Regions from separate parts of the Triticum aestivum genome. Here region 2 is linked to region 1. The links are chromatin contacts, called in public Hi-C maps. All regions are on one chromosome and are shown on one strand. Each heading gives the region's core, a stretch centred on a gene start, on an enhancer-like site or on the middle of the called end of the contact. The rest is flanking DNA. Distances are from core to core; before and after follow the strand shown.

Evidence for each region. Hi-C and Micro-C count contacts between places; a contact is called where the count stands out from the background.
Region 2: a Hi-C map of leaf shows a contact between it and region 1, with 2.6 times the contacts expected there. The contact joins the promoter of LOC123134084 here to the promoter of LOC123134042 in region 1. A contact is called at or near these places in 2 of 5 Hi-C or Micro-C datasets (both in leaf).

Annotation. Positions count from the first base shown.
Region 1 is chr1B:490,455,748-490,460,479 of IWGSC CS RefSeq v2.1, forward strand. It overlaps LOC123134042, which reads left to right and starts at 2,489. Exons shown (of 2, transcript XM_044553397.1): 1 at 2,489-2,763; 2 at 2,905-3,333. The coding sequence starts at 2,688. The coding sequence ends at 3,098.
Region 2 is chr1B:490,623,309-490,628,040 of IWGSC CS RefSeq v2.1, forward strand. It overlaps LOC123134084 (phospholipase A1-II 7), which reads right to left and starts at 2,062. Exons shown (of 2, transcript XM_044553431.1): 1 at 1,250-2,062; 2 at 1-474. The coding sequence starts at 1,957.

The sequences.
Region 1 (4,732 bases), core at 1,239-3,738:
GGTGGTACTAAATTCTTATGCGTTTGTCTGCTAGAAAAAGAATTTTCATACGTGGGCCGCGTGATGTGGCCCAGTAAAGCCAGCCCACATATTTTTCTATTCACGCAGCTGGTAAAATAGTATTTTTTGCACTGGGCAACAAATAGTCGGAGTTTCGCACAGGACAACCAATAATGGGCTGGTCCTTTTTTCTTTCTTTCTGTGTTTTACTTCTATTTTTATTCTACTTTTCCTACTCTTTTTCCCTTCTAAGTTTATTTTTTCTTTTCGAATTTATTTCCTAAATTAAAATTTCTCAAAAAACTTTCAGAATTAAAAAAATTTGGAAAAAATTCGGAATTCCAAAATTTTGTTGCTACTTTGATAAATATTCAGAACTTGCAAGAAATTGCACATTCTTTTAAAACAAATTTTTTCAAAATATTTCGAGATTTCTTAAAATAAAATGGCATTTCAGAAAATGCTCCAAATTTAGAAAATATTCATGTTTTAGTGAAATTTTCAAAATTTAAAATAAAGTTCATGTATAAAAGATACACATTTTCTAAAAATCTTATGAATTTACTACACATGTTCCCCTTTGAAAAAATGTTCACAAATTCAGATAATGATCATGTTTTTATAAAAAATGGTGTTTTCTAAAAATGTTTGTCAATTTTATAATATGTTCCCTTTCATATTTTGTTTGCGTTTTTTCGAAAGTGTACATAATTTTCAAAAAAATTGTTCATGTTTCCTAAAATATTCAGAAACTTCATACCTTAAAATCCCTCGATTGAAAGAATTGAAAGGAAGAGTAGATTGAATAACTCGTGGGTCTCCTCTGGCATACGATGATGTAACAAAACTCTTAAATGCCCTCGATCAATGAATGGAAAAATAGCAGATTGATTCCTTCATGCGCAGTGAAACCGAGAAACTAAATGTTCCTTTTTCGTGTGCACACAGTGTTTTGCTTGCATATATAATTTTCACTGACTTTAAATGCATACTCCCTCCGTCCGAAAATACTTGTCATCAAAATGAACAAAAAGGAATGTATCTAAAACTAAAATACATCTAGATACATCCCCTTTTATTTATTTTGATGACAAGTATTTTCGAACGGAGGGAGTATTATTGTATCTTCCGTTGCAACGCACGGGCATATGTGCTAGTTATTATTAATTTAGATATGTTTACAGAATTCTAGGAAAGGAAGAAAAACTAACATCTGTAATGGGCCGCGGTGACTGCTGCACACTTAAGCCGTATGTGCATGCTCGTTTATATTCAGCCCATTAAGGATACAAATTGTATTTTGACCGAAAGTGATACTCGGTGTGGCAGCCAGGTTGTCCAACCAGAGGGGAACATGTCATGTATTTGATCGTGTGCGCAACATTATTTTGGTCCCAATTTCCGCCCTGACTGGTGGGGCCCAAGTGCCATTGTGACGTTTCATTCGTTTTTTCAAGAAAGAAATTTGAGTGTCATTTTGTGAGTAAAATAAGATTCCAGGGTGTGTTTCACAAAAAACCGAGGCACACGCCTTGCATGTGCCTTCCAGTCACTGACACTGGGTCCCATGCCATGTTGGCGCGCCTCGTCATCACTCTATGCGTATACAAACACGATTAGCACCGTAGATGAACGCCCAAGCCAAGTTCTGTCACCGGTTCAATGTATGCCACAAGTTTTAGCACCAAACTGACTTTTCTCGCCAAGTTCAGACACCTGTGGTGTAATTGACTCTTATAGTAACTTAACTAGTTAGTGTAACATCACATGCCCAAATGCAATATGAGTCAACCTAATAAATGAAGCTTTGCATGTTACTATACTTATGTTACTACCCACTATGAAGGTAGTAACATAGTCTAGGGATACGTGTATGTTATGCATAGCAACATACACAAATCCTTAGACTATGTTACTATCTTCATAGTGGGTTGTAACATACTTCCTCCGTTTCTTTTTAGTCCGCATATAAGGTTTGGTCAATGTCAAGCATTATAGAGTTTGATTAACTTTATATTAAAAAATATAAACATTCACAATATGAAATCAATATATTCAGATGCACCATGAAACATATTTTCATACTATATAGTTTTAGTACTGTAGATGTTCATAATTTTTTATGTAAATTTGGTCAAACTTTGTGTAGTTTGACTTTGACCAAATCTTATATGCGGAGTAAAAAGAAATAGAGGGAGTAAGTGTGGTAACATGCAAAACTTCATTTATTAGGTTATAGACTTGTATTGCATTGGGACATGTGATGTTACAGTAACTAGCTAAGTCACTGTAACTACCTCTCTCCTCATTAACTCATTGCCATGTAAGCAAATTTGCTGAGTTGAACTTGATATTACTGTTGAAGTTACTTCCACTGCAGCTAGTTTACTCATCATTGTGACTAGTCTGATATATACAATGCATGTCAAACTATCCACGCCGCCTATAAAACAAAAAAGAAACGAGTCCAACTTTCCAAACCAGTAGTCAAACATCTTTATCTCCCCACCTAACCGAATAATAACGACCGCTAGCCTAGCAGCCCTAGCAGGATTGTCAATCAAGTTACGAAATCGACGCCTATATATCCGCAGCTTTAGCCAGCCACACCACTACAACAACAGAAAGCATTCTACTCCTCCACACAAGTGAAGTGAGAGCTTTGCGCTGAAAGTTCATCAGCAACTATGAAGGGCACCAAGCTCGCGGCGATCCTGATCCTCCAGGCCGTCCTGGTCATGGGAGTCCTCTCGCACGTCAACGGTAAGCTGCAGATGCTGCTCAGCCATTCTACATGCTCCTCAACAAAGCTCGATCGATTGCCTTTTCGTGATCGCGGTGAGGGATCGAGGTCTGTGTTTATGGGTGATGCTATCTGATGCCGATGTCTTTGCGTGCGTGCAGCCGACTTCTTCCCCAAGTGCTGCAACAACTGCAGGTCCTTCTCGGGGGTCGACGTCTGCGACGACGCCCACCCCAAGTGTCCCAAGGGCTGCTCGGCGTGCCGCGTGGTGTCGACGAGCCCCGAAATGTGGCGCTGCGCGGATATGAAATCCACCGTCGACGGCACCTGCGGTGGACCCTGCAAGAAGTACTGATCGGTTCATGCCGGCATATGATATGTTCCGCCTAAAATTAAATAAAAGCTCGGACGAGATGAGCAGCGTCATCGTGCCTATGCGTGTGTGTGTGACCAACAAATATGTATACCAGTATGTCGTGTCTTCGTCGCTGTGTTTTCTCTCTCGAGAAAAAGTTGGTGTTGCTTGTTGTTCAGCTATCCGGAATATCCTCCGTGAATAAACACCTGTAGTGATTGTGCGTGGCTGCCAATAATGTGAGTTCTCTTGTCCACGCAGTTACATGTTTCCCGTTGTATTTATATACTCTCCGATATGATATTTGTTGACGTGTTAAGCAGTATCTTACTAGATGCTTAGCTTATTTTATTTTGCCAGAAAAACTTTCAATCTATTCATCAAACGTCACGGTAGTTCTAGCTTAGTTATCACATACTCACACGAACTGATGGGCAGCTATTTGAAATTTACCTTACTAGTGTTTGGCACATACAATAACTATCCTATGCACTCCTTTTCCATCTTACTACGGGCATGCCACACCTTTCATCCTGACAAATATTTTCGGATGTTTCTAGACGGGATAAGAAATGTGTCTGCAATCACACGTCTGACAATTTTGTGTGCCTGTATAAGAAGTATGATACAAACCAAACTTGTTGTTCAAAGAAGTTCTTGTAACGTAATCTCAAAACATCTATGTTTGCTCGGTTCAACTTGAATGCAAATGGTAAAAGTTTCCATATTTGATCTCAGTTTTTTCCTAAAGCATAATCATGCTTCGAGGAACGGTTGTTCAGCATAAGATAGTTTTGAAAAATGACAACAGAATTCATAAAAGCGGCCTCATGGGAATGTTATATTGTTGTACAATGAGATCATGCAATTAAGAATTCTTCGTAACCTATGATAATATATGTCGTGCAAAAGTCTTATCCCAGGAGGATTGCAACGATGCCTTCAATGGCACCAGTGTCAACTCTTGCCATTACGCTTCCTTGCAAAGGAAGCGATCGGCCAGGATGTTTGAGTCAACTTTATTATTTTTCTTGTTTTGTTTCTTTACGCATTTATAGGCACTAGCTAGAGTACATAATAACCACTTGCATTTCCAAATGATGATGACGATGATGATGATGATGATGACGATGATGATGATGATGATGATGATGATGATGATGATGATGATAATAATAATAATAATAATAATAATAATAATAATAATAATAATAATAATAATAATAATAATAATAATAATTTCTGAGCCCAGGCTCATCTGCACTCGGTCAAGAAACAATTCACAAAATATATAAAAATTAAAAAAAATCATTTTTTTGCATGGTAAATAATTTGGTGCAGGAGGTGCGCTTCAAATTTCAGTTCATTTCGACATATGTGTAGCTCTGAGAAAAAGAGACAAATTGGGTCACAACAATACATGAACAATAAACTTTTTTTATAGACCCCAAATTTGTCTTTTTCCCCGAGAGCTACACAGATGTTCAAATGATCTGAAATTTGGAGCGCACCTCACGCACGAAATTATCTACCATGCAAAAAAAAATATTTTTTGAATTTTTGTAGTATTTGTTTTGAATTTTTCTTCTTCTTTATCTTAGGTGCATATGAGCCCGGGCACCGAATTGCTGCTC
Region 2 (4,732 bases), core at 812-3,311, 170 kb after region 1:
GTTCACTAGTGATATGTCACGGTCCACCTCTAGCTTGAACCCTCCGGCACTGCCTTGCTCCCCGGCCACTCCGTGTAGGTAGCACTCAAGATTGTGGAGCGTCCCCACTGTGGCCGGCTTACGGATGTACGGAGATCGTATTGTTCTTATGGTAAGCTCCACGGCCACATCCACATATCCCAGAGGTGGGTACATGGGCACGACGTCACCAGCGTTCTGCACATGTAATGCCTTCAGGTCTGGAAATGAGTTGAACGCCGACCTAAAGAAGCGGCATCCGACGTGAGGGCTCGCGAACACGATAGCAGTCACAGGGAACGACTTAGTGGAGCCCTCGGGTTTGTTGATGCCGCTAGACACCAGGTCAACGGCGTTCAGGGTGGCGACCGACGCACCAAGGCTGTGGCCGCAAACGGTGATGCTGACCTCCTCGTCCTTGTACAGCTCCACGAGCCTCCTGACCTCCTTGACAACCTGCTTGTATGTTTACATGCATGGTTAATAATCAACTAATTAGATAATTATCATGTGTGATATTCCTTAGGACGCTAAAAAATAATTAGCTTGTTCTAATCAACCAAGTTGCATGGAATGTAAATGTGCAACTACTCAAGTTACAGAAATAAGAATTTTTAATCGGCTCAGAAATATAGGGTAGGTCTTTTTTTTGGGCAAACATACACTCTCAACAACCAGCAGCGCCGGCATCGCTTTCGTTGATGGATGGGTAAATTTATAATTTGGATAACGACTATTAACACGCTACCCCCGAGCTTGTCAAAGCTGAGGCTGCTCCATCGCACAATAGCGCCTACCCATTATGGGTAACCCATACCTGAATAAGTGCAGCCCATTTTGGACCGTTGTGTTAACTCGCTACCGTTCCATTTTTGAAGGGTTCAATTATCTGACGCGCTCATAGAGTGTGGGGATTTTTACGAAAGAAAAGGACATGATCGAATGATAGATGAGGCCCTGAGCCTCAAGATAAGACACTCTTTTTTATCTTCACAAGATTTAACTTATCTTGGGAACATCACAGTGACTTCCTGTGGCTATCTAGACCGTCGCCTTGCTTCAGTATAGTCAATCGCTTTGCTTCTTCAGTATAGTCATTGTTTAGATTATTGTAGGTAAGCCGTTGTCATTTTTTATGTTAGAACTGGAATTGTGGGAGTACTAATGTCCGGTTAGATCGACTAGACGTACCAAAGCCCTATTTATTAGTCGCTGTGGCACGGTACTTTACCTGATCTCTGGCGCTGGTCTTGGTGAACTCGGAGCTCTTGTTGCTTGACGTGTACATGGACAGGAACCCATGGTGCACCACGGCAAGGCGGTGCTGGCTCGCCGCGGAGCCCAGCACGGGCCCGGCGGGCACGGGCGCGAAGTCGAGGTCGTTGACCCACTCCATGTTCTGGACGGTGCCGCGCCACGCCACAACGATGTCGCGCCTGCCGAGCGCGGCGGCGCCCTCGTCCGTGGCCACGGCCACGTACCCCATCCAGTTGGACTCTCGGCTCCAGACGTCCGGCAGCGACGGCAGCGGCAGCAGGAGGAAGGAGCTGGGGAGTGGCAGCGACGAGGTGGCGTAGATGAACTTGGTGACCTCGTAGTTGTTGCCGTGGTGGGGCACCCCCACGCCGGCGAGCAGGTCCTCGTAGCCGTAGAAGCACGCGCCGCAGTGCGGGGAGCGCCTCTCGGTGTTGAACGCGTCGTAGGCGGCCTGCACCATCTCGCCGTAGGAGATGATGCTGGCGCGGAGGTGCGGGTCCAGAGGGTCCAGGAGGCCCTTCCACGAGTTCTCGCCGTGGAGCTCGCGCCACCTGCTGGCCACGGTTCCGAGGACAGGCGCCGGCGCCGACAACGTCGTGTCCTCGCCGCGCGGTTTCTCTTGGCCGTGCAGCCTGCTGGCTATGTCTCCAACGATTGGCAGCGGAATCGGGAGGAACGACATGTCGAGCGGGTGTTAATTCGAGGGATCTTATCGACCGATCGGCTGCGTACCAGTGGGTTTGGCTCTGTTGGCTACACTCTCTTGCTAGTGTTGAGGCCTCTTTGCTTCAGCTTGGGCGTCTACTTATAGGACGTTTCCGCGAGAACCCATGTGACCTCCAATATTATTTCATTTCTTCCCAGTTTTGCTGCCAACCACTGGACTGTAAATTTACTCGGAATTTATTCAGAAAGATATCTTTTCCTTAGAAGTAAGTGACGATTCCTTTTGCCCTTAGATCCATGCATGCTTACTGGCATATTTTTTTTAAGGAATCACCGGGCTCAAAAGTTAATTTTTTTTACGGAAATGCTAAGAGCAACTCTAGCAGACCCCGCATCCGTCTAGTCCGCAAAACGTGTTTGCAGTTCGCGGAAAAACGCCTTTGTGGGCCGACGCGCACGGCCGCGGATGCAGACCCACATAACGGACCCGTAAAAAAGCATATTCGCGAAATATGTTTTTTTACGGGCCGGCTTTGCGGGGTCTGATCTGGCACAGCTCCTTCCGGCCCGGAAAACCTAAATTTGCACCTTAATTTGATCCAATATAATGCATTTCTTTGCTTTTTCAACAACATTGGATACATAAGACATCACCAAATCTTTACTAGAATAGCAAGACCAAAGAAAACAAGAACCACAAGTATGCATTTTAGAAGATTTCCAACTTCCATAACTACTCCCACTAGTTGAAGCAATATCTTCTCTATGCACTCGTTGTTGATCTGCGGATTCTTGATCTTGCATTCTTCATTCTTCATCTTTGGTTTGGAAGAAGTAGACGTTGCTTCCCCTCTAGTTGCACATGCAGCCGCACCATTGTCTTCTATTCTACTAACGAGTGCATCAACATCTATTAACTTTCTTTCTATCAATAAATCAATGTATTGGCCTTCCCAAAACCAAAATGAGCATCCATCTTCCTACACAAAAGAATGACCATGTTCGAAATGAGGATCCGCAAAGAATGAGCTATCAAAATGAGCTACCGCAAGTGCACGTACCCCGTCATTTTTGCATTTGAAGAACACCGATCCGGGGTGCTTCGGCGTGGCCGAAGTAAGCCGCAGCACTGTGTGCGTGCAGTCGTCGCACTGTATGAGCGGCAACGGCGAGCCATAGAGCCGTTGTGCGAGCGCCGAGCTCGGTGGACGGCCGGACAAATCCATGCCTGCAAATCATCGACGGCGCCGGGAGGACGAACCCGTCCCTGCATGCGGTGATGCGCCCTTGCCGGGGCTACGGGAGATGCTCCCCGACCACTCCATCGCTTGGAGCAGCCACCGACGACCGGCAAAGCCAAATCCGGTGGCACCGCGATGAAGGTCCGCAGATCCGCAAATCCGGCGGCCCGCCGGCGCAGGGGGTGGGAGGGGAGGCCTCGTGCGTGTGGTGGCCTTGGCGAGCTCCTGTCGGCTGCTTTCGTCGGAATCTTGGGTGGCGGGGTGGCGGCGGCGCAAGGGGGGAGAGGGGAGGTGGTTGGTGGGGGAAAGCACGGGCTGAAATGTCCCTCCACCAACCGCTTCCGCTTATATGCAGGGCACCACAGCAGCGAGGGGGAAACCTGCGCATACGCGGGTTGGGGCCGAGATTTTGCCCCGCCGGCCAAAAAATTTTGCGGGCCAGGGAGGGATGTGGGATCTGACCGGGCAGGTTTTTCGGTCCTGACCCGCATTTTGGCGGTTATTTTCCGGGTCGGGGCGGGATGAGAGGTCTGCTAGAGTTTCTCTAACTGGCAACCGTCAGCTGTGGGCGATTTTGCAGCGACCCCCCAATCTGGTCGGTTTCGTTCGCGCGAATATTGGCGAAGAATTGGAGCCACGCCAGATTTTTATAGTAGTTCGTTGTGTGATAAATGCCAGCGAACGTATTTGTTAGCGACCTCTCTGTGCGGATCAGTGATAATCCAGGGCTTAGCCCACCACAAGCCCCAGTGACACATGGACTATATATTCCAGAGAGAACGACACTATATATTCCAGAGAGAACGACGGGAGCAAGCTATCCTGGCTTGGATCAGAACCGGTGGCGGTGGAGAGTTCATCTTCTTCCCCAAGTGTATCCCATCCCATGTACTCGTCGCCATTAACACAGAGAAAACTAGAGTGCCCTTCACACGTGGTATCAGATCCAAGTGAACTATTGTTGGTTGTGACTACAATATTTATCTTGGTGCCTATGGACTGGACGATTCCATGTGATCCTCGTGGCTATACGTCCCAACTATGCAGCTCCAAAAATGATGGACTGCTCCTCTGAATTGTTTTCAATGATTTCAGTGGCCACTAACACTCTTTGCATGTGCACCTCGGATCAGGTTTGGAGCATGGCCATGGATGCAAGAAAGTCCTCCATTTGCTGCGAACAAGCTTCTTTTCATGGAGGGAGGAGTGCCATGCTTCGGGTGGTCTTTTCTGACCATATTCTTCTTGGTTGTGGCTGCTACATTCATGAAGCTCACTACTATGAATAAGACAGTACTAACCTCGGCCCCTACACTAACGACTACTACCAGAACAAACCAAACAAGATCAAAGAACTTCACAGTCCATGGGACCCCGGCGAGTCAGCCCTTCAATCTCCTTCAAAGATCCAACTTGGGGGCAAACAGAGTTTCAAGGAGATGGGTGTTAGAAGTTGCTCATAGACAAGAAATGATGATCGTTTGCCAAAGACGCTTTTGCTGCTGCTTCGACCATGCCTACTATTACTCTAATCAAGTCCATGTCGGTCA